Regions from separate parts of the Mus musculus genome. Here region 1 is linked to region 2. The links are chromatin contacts, called in public HiChIP or PLAC-seq maps. All regions are on one chromosome and are shown on one strand. Each heading gives the region's core, a stretch centred on a gene start, on an enhancer-like site or on the middle of the called end of the contact. The rest is flanking DNA. Distances are from core to core; before and after follow the strand shown.

What was found. HiChIP or PLAC-seq counts read pairs in DNA pulled down with a chosen protein or histone mark.
Region 1: a contact with region 2 is called in an H3K27ac HiChIP or PLAC-seq map of VIP interneurons, with 3 times the contacts expected there. The contact joins the enhancer-like site here to the promoter of Trpc7 in region 2. A contact is called at or near these places in 2 of 39 promoter capture datasets (hippocampal neurons and maxillary cranial neural crest), 3 of 484 Hi-C or Micro-C datasets (brain, cerebral cortex and nephron progenitors) and 3 of 115 datasets of contacts at active chromatin or transcription factors (VIP interneurons, embryonic hindbrain and embryonic midbrain).

The regions. Positions count from the first base shown.
Region 1 is chr13:57,105,461-57,109,315 of GRCm38.p6, reverse strand. No RefSeq gene overlaps it. Among named protein-coding and RNA genes, the nearest start is that of Gm33140, 110 kb to the right of the region's middle. Within about 2 kb of position 2,310, at least 28 of the 459 cell types and tissues checked have an H3K27ac peak or open chromatin away from gene starts, as enhancers often do. A contact at or near this core is called in VIP interneurons, where this site is marked.
Region 2 is chr13:56,894,027-56,897,416 of GRCm38.p6, reverse strand. It overlaps Trpc7 (transient receptor potential cation channel, subfamily C, member 7), which reads left to right and starts at 1,628. Exons shown (of 12, transcript NM_012035.3): 1 at 1,628-1,924. The coding sequence starts at 1,923.

The DNA.
Region 1 (3,855 bases), core at 1,061-3,560, 210 kb before region 2:
TCTTTGTTCTGCCAAAGGCACGTGAGACACCCGAGGAGCAAATTTAAGAAGACACCAGCTCCTAAGTGTGAATTTTTCTTTTCTTCTAGCAAATGTAGTTAGTATGACAGGGACCCATAGTCTCGGAGTTTCCTCCCACCCCTCCCACCGATTAGCCAATCAAATCAGATTGTGAAGTTGCGCTCCCACCAATGGGATAAGACATAGTCATCGCACGTGTTAGGGATAAAAGACAGAGGCTTTCTTGATCACGAGTATTCGCTAGCCCAGTTTGGGTTCTAGTACACTGCTTCTACAAAAAGAAACCGACTTGTTTATCTGCTTTCTCTTTGTTTGTGTGTTCCCTTATGTAACACCAAGAGGATTCTTCTTTCTCCAGAACTCTACACTCAATCAGGAGGTTAGCGCTATGCACACACTCTGCCTCTGTGCTTTACTCTCTCAGTATAGAAGTAACAACCTTTCGATCCCAGGCTAAACCTTTTCCCCTGTGAAGTCACACCCCATGGACTCTTAGAGGCTCAGCTAGAGAAAACAAGCCACACCACAGCCGGAGGGGCAAGGATCGCTCAGCAGGGATCAATGGTGCGGCCCCCCGATCACCTCAGAAAACACTTTTCTGTTTTCATCCTCATCTCCCATGCAAAGAGTTATTGGTAGGAATCTGAACATTAAAAGTGAGCCAGAAATGTAAAACACCTAATCCCGTTATAGGGTGTGACTTGGTTTATAAGGCCTTGTGCTAGAAGCAGAAGACGTTTCTCCTGAGGTTGCTTCAAAGGGTAGCTCACACCTTTTAAACCCTGCTCTGTCTGCGGAGATAAAGTTGCATCCACTTCCGGCACTGTGTCTTTGAAGGATGATCCACCCCTGGCCAGACTCCTCTGGGCCCTGGAGGAATGAAGTTGAGTCTGAGCAAAGAGCTTTGCACAAAGAGCTTTTGCTATTTTCCCCCCTCAGGACCTTCGCGGGCAAACCCCATTCACTTATAAAGCACTTGGTGCTGCGGTATTTTCTGTTGGCACAGCTCTTTCCTGTGGCCCTCTGCATCTGCTGGAAGCACGGTGACACGGACCGTGGTTTGGCTGCGTGATTGCTTTCAGGAGGGCTGCTTAGAAGGGCAGCCTTCCCCTCCCTTCCCAACAATAGCTCAGTAGGAAGCACTTGAGGGGACAGGGAAGGAATTTACTGAGCTGAAGATAGAGAACAAAAGTCCAGGCCAGCTCTGCCTCTGAGCCACGGTGGATCAATTTCTGCCACTCACATCCTCCATTCTGTCCGACTTGGGCCGCGCTTTATCATCCCCCCCATCTCGGTATTTCTTTGTTCCATCTGAGAGGAGAAAACAGCTATTTTCTCCGCGTCTACATTTCTTTCTTTCAGGAATGATTGTCTTCATGTTCTTTCCACTCACAGTTCTCTCATTATTCTCAGCAGGCTCAACATCAAAACCTGCTTGACAGTGTCCCAGGAACTTATTCTTTTGCAGGAGAGCCTGGTCTCCCCTGAACACTTCAGCTCTGCGGCAGGCTTTGAGGCATATGAGTTGCTTAAAATAGCAGCCCAGTTTATCTTCAGGGCCGTAATTTGTATGACTTTTTTTTCCAGCCGGGACCAAAAAATTATAACCATATAATAATTACAATTTTCTAGGTATGTGTCATGTTGAAGATGCTTGCGTAATTTGCACTACATTTCCCACCACCTGGCTCCATTTTCCAGCTTGCACCTGCTGGCTCCCGTTGTTCATGGCTAGCTGTTCCCTATTTTCCCAAAGCACTACTTTCTTGCTTATAGCTTCTTCAATGCTATATTTTCTCACTTTCATAGCCCCACCTGCCTTGATCCCGAGCCCACCTTCTGCTTGATAGCAAGGCTCATTGAAATCTTTACCACCCTCCTGACTCTGATCACCATACACCATCTTCCTCTACCAACACTTTCCCAGTCTTCCTCATACAGACACCCCACTGCTTGTGATGTTCCAACCGCTTTTCTCGACTCATCCTGAAGAGACTCCATATCTGTAGAGAACCAGATCAGAGGAGGGGCCCCATCATTCAGCTGTGATGAAGACTGCTTGTAGTGCTAGATAGCCACAAAAGTAGTGTTTATCACTCCAGGGATAGTGACCTGACTCTTCACATTATAGATATAAGGCTTTTGTAATATAAAGACAAATATAAAGACAAACACCCAGAACCCAATAGACTATGATCTGCTTCAGAGAACACATGAAGACTGATTTAAATTTGAACAACAGTTACTGAGTAGCCGCCATTTAACGCCCACATTAAGCAGCAGAGAGCCAAGGCAGAGACTACACCAGAAGATTAATGAAACAGCTAAGCAGTTTGGATTTATTTCCTTCCCTTGTGATGAATTAACATCATGACTCTCAAGCCTGCCCGGCAGAGGAATCACCCAGGGGAGACGCTCTTTTGAGCATTTGTTTACTTATGCATTCATCTTGAATTTTGTTTAGTTTCTGGGAATTAATAATATACTCCACAGATACAAACTCAGAATATTGAAAAAGCTATACCATACAAAGAATTCCTCGCTCCACTGCCCTGGCCGCTCAGCCCTCTGATCTGGAGTGCTCACTGGTTGATTTGTTATCAGGGGAATTTTCTGTCTTAAATTATCATCCAGTCCTACTATAAGGTAAATGAATAAGAAGCTCTCATTACTGGGCAAGGCCCTAGTTGATAGATGCACAAAATCCCTGAGTTGGTTCTGATGAGTTAGTTGGCTTTTGTAACACGGGATTTTGCAAAGTACGCTGGTGGATGGGCAGAGGGCAGCTATAAATATTTCAAGTGTGGGCAGGGAGGGCTCATTGGCTGCAGATGGACGACACTGAGCTGGAATCTTTCTAGAATCCAGAAATGGCAATCTGAGAAGCTGGGGAGCCAGAGAGTGTTGTTGTCTGGTCTGAGCCTCTGCAGACCACCATGAGAAGTGGTCCAAAGTCACTCTTACCTTTTCTGAAAAGACCCTGAGACGCATCTGCACTGTGAGATAACCATTTGACTCCAGCAAGAAGCTCCTTACTTTGCATTTAAGAAGAGTTGGTCTGTGTGGAAGTCTGAATGGAAGTGAACCCACAGGCCTATAGGGAGTGGCATTTTTGGAGGTGTGACCTTGTTGAAGGAAGTGTGTCACTGGGGGTGGGTTTTGAGGTCTTAGATACTCAAGCCAGGCCCAGTGTTACTCTCTCTTCCTGTTGCCTGCTTATGCAGATGTAGAACTCTCAGCTATCTCTCCAGCACCATGTCTGTCTTCGTGTCACCATGCTTCCTACTATGATGATAATGGACTAAACCTCGGAACTTTCAGCCAGCCCCAACTAAATGTTTTTCTTTTTAAGAGTTTCTGTGGTCATGGTGTTTCTCTTCATGGCAGTAAAATCTTAATTAAGACAGTCTAGTGACAGTCTAGTAGTAGCATTATGTTATGCTATGTTCCACCCTCTCTCCTCTTACCCAAGAAGCCAGCAGTGAACATATGACAAATGAGACTGGAGGTTCTATTTAACCCAAATGTGGCCTTTTATATACTTCTAAGGGTCAATGGTGTGCCTGGCTGGATATTAGTACGTAAGTCCTACAACATCCCTGTGTATGGGGTCATTCACAAAGAAACATTATTTAACTCCAGCCAGGCCCACTGAGATGCAGATAGGATGCCTCACCTGGACACAGGTGGAATCACCTTTCTGGGAGGAACCAGATGAACAAAGAGATAGATCTATTGACAGACTCCAGGTGTCTTAGTTTGGGTTTGACTGCTATGAACAGACACCATGACCAAGGCAACTCTTATAAGGACAAAATTTAATTGGGGCTAGCT
Region 2 (3,390 bases), core at 379-2,878:
CCCCTTGAAAGCACAAGTTGTAGTAAGCAGAACAGTGAAGTAATTAAATCTTTGCTATCTACACTTAGGATAAGCGAGCCATCAGCTCTCACACTGGGGCATGTCTCGGGGGCGTGTCTTGGGTCCTGCATAAGGTCTTTCTGTCAGCTCAGCTTGCAGGTTCCCCATAGAGTCTAGAGCTCATGACCTCTCATCAAACATCTTGTGTTTGTATCCTTGGATCTCTGAGTGCAACCTTCAGTCTCACCACCTAGAAGATGGACATGACAATGGCTACTTGCTTATTGAGTTGTGGTGACACTGGAGCAGAGTAGGTCACACTCATAGCTTAGAACAGGGCTAGGCATAGAGCAGAGCTTCTGCTATCACATCATTGAGCAGTGAGCATCCTCAACTGTCTGTGTTCCACATAGCCTAATCAGCTTGTTAATAACAGAAAAGAACCATCCCCTGCCGCCCTTTCCTAGAGAATTGCCCTCTTGCCCCCAAGAACCTCACAGATGACTCACAGTCATTCTTGGAGGTAACATTTCTTGATCTGTTTTAGAAATTGTAGCCACAATCATGAAAATCTTTTTGAATCTTCTTAAACAGTCAGTGCTATTTGATTGGACACTAGACTGATGAGGCTCCTCCTCCTGTATTATAACATACCCAGCAAACTTTTTAGAGTGAGCACCATGTAGCAAAAATTCTGTTGTCTAGGGTCTTCTCAGGTCATGAAATATTGTGCCTTTATTCACAAGTAATTAGAGAGTAGCTAGAAATAGCTGTGTCTTAATAATCATAGGATGATGCTAAATTAATTGTATTTATATTTATCTTTTATGAAAAATTGTGGCTTATCTAATTTGGCACATATATTGAGATTTCAAAGTTTGTACTACAATTGTATAAGGTAAAAAATATAAGTCCTTGAATTATTGTTTTTCTTATAAAGTCAGTGTTTCAGTTAAGGATATTTCTCTCCCATGTCATCAAGATACCTTGGTGTTTAAGACTGATACACTGTGCCATAACATACTGATTGGGGAAAATGGTGGCTGTTGGAGACATGAATTGGTACACAGGGAATTTCCTTTCAATATGTGAAAAGTTACATATAAAGTTAATCATTATAAAGTCTCTTCTACCAAAGTCAGATGAGCCTAGGCAATACTAACAGATCATAAAACGAAGGCCACGTTAGAAAACGCACCACTCTCAAAAGAGAAAGTGGGTGTGGCTTTAGGATCACAAAAGGAGCTTATTACTGTCACTCTATCTTCTGGTTAGTCCCTCCCCCCACAGTCTGTCCCTCCCCCCAAACACCTATAAACCAACAAGTAGGAAATCAGCCCATTCCCCACTTTTCACTTGTTTAAACTCATTAAGACTCTTCATGTTGCTTTAAATAACTAAAGGGTGTGTGTTTGCATGAGTGTGTGTGTGTGTGTGTGTGTGTATGTGAGTGTGTGTTTCTCTCTCTCTCATTCTCTCTCTGTGGGGGGTGTTATGCACTATTCTAGGGGGAGGGGCATGAAGAAATCCTGAGGGGTTCTGATAGAAAAGCAGAGTTGTTCTCTCCCTTTCAAAGCTACGTCTGGAAGAGGGGTGGGGACTAGACCAGCCCATCATCACGCTGCATGCCAGTCTCACACACGGATGCTTCTCCTTCACATTCTCTGGGAAATTTCCCCCAGATTAGGAAAAGGACAGGAAGGCAAGTCGGCCACAAAAGGCGAGTTTTCACCATTCCCCACAAAGGAAAGCAGAGCGCACCTCCACACAATCGCAACTCCGCTCTCTGGAGCAGATCTCGACTTCAGCACCACGGAGAGCGGCACCTCCGCCTCGGCCACCCATGGGGAGCCAGATCCCGGAGACTCCGTTCAGGATTCGGGTCATCTAGAGGAGGGACAAGCCTGCGTATTCTACTCTCGATGTAAGTGGCTTTGGTGGTTGGTTTATATTGATTTTCCCAGTAGAGACTGCTTTATCCCCGAAATATGGAATTGAACTTTTATTTATTAGCCCTTTTGCAGGCACTGCTTAGATTTGGGGATCCAAGTCTGGAGCTGAAATCTTTTCTACTGAGTTGGTACGATATTTTCCCCCTTTTGTTGAATGTCTAAGTTTACAAGCCATGTAGAAATAGGAAACTCAACCTGGTATCCTGTAAATTTCATGCTGGAGTAGTACAGTTTTATTCCTAGAAGAGAGCATGTGTGTTATCTCGGCTTCTGCACTGCTGAGAGCTTCTCTGGTTTGATTTTAATATAAATATGGAGTTGGGGAGAGAACCGTAGCTACATTATAAGAGATTACACCATTAAAGAACTACAGGTGGCGATAAAAGGCTATTTTTTTTCAGTTTTCTTTCTTTCTTTTTTTTTCTTTTTTTCTTTCTTTCTTTTCCCTGTTGAAAATAGGGTCCTGGGTGTATGTTTCCTCTAGCCATTCATTTCAAGATAACAAATATGCTTTTAATAAATGAGACGTAAACCTTGGCAGGGCTTTGGGCATAAGCTTTGTCACTAGAGATGACAGAGTCTCTCACTTAAGTTCATGCTGTAAATTCACTTATGTAAGGCTGGGTAGATACAACCAAAGACGCTGTGCCATTAACTGCCATTTAATGGATTCAGGGTAGCTTTGCAAAAGGCAATAATGATTGACCCCATCTGATCTCCCTCAGTAAAATTTTGCCTCAGAATGCCATCTGCTGGTGGGTCCTCTTCCTAAAGCATTGGGCACACATCAAATTTATGAATGAATGAATTCACATAAAATCCAGAATATCCATTATGGATAGCATACAAATCTACTCCCTGGGATCGACCGGACAGCAGTTCCCCAAGCTTCTGTTATCACAGTGGAATTTCGTATTGATTTCCCTAAACACTTGTCCTTCAGCTTAAAAGTACGTAGAGTAGCCAACTCCTTTAGGCAGTAATTAACCCAGAAAAAAACAGAACTGTGTGGTGCCTCACTGTGGCTAATTGTGGAATTCATGTGGCATTGTGGGTGAGAACTAGCAGGAGCTGTTGCTCGGGGTAAGCAATCATCCCTTCTGGGAAGCACTCAGCAGGCCATGGGACCCCTTTCAGTTCACTCCTGACTCTCCTCACAGAGGGAGAGGAACCGCGCAACACTGTGCACTCTTATTTTATCCCAAGACTAATCTTAACATAACTATTTGAGCTGGCTTTTTAAGCTCTTTCTGGAACTATATAAAATATGAGATACAGACACCCGGTTTCACATCTTCCTGTGGTCTAGATAAGCAAATGAAGATTTTAAAAAAAAATCAGAAACAAAGAGAGCAGGCAAAGTGCTAGTTAATTTAGATTGCTAAACCGTACCACAGTTTGTAAACACTAGGAATAACTTCTTCCCTAGATGATGTTG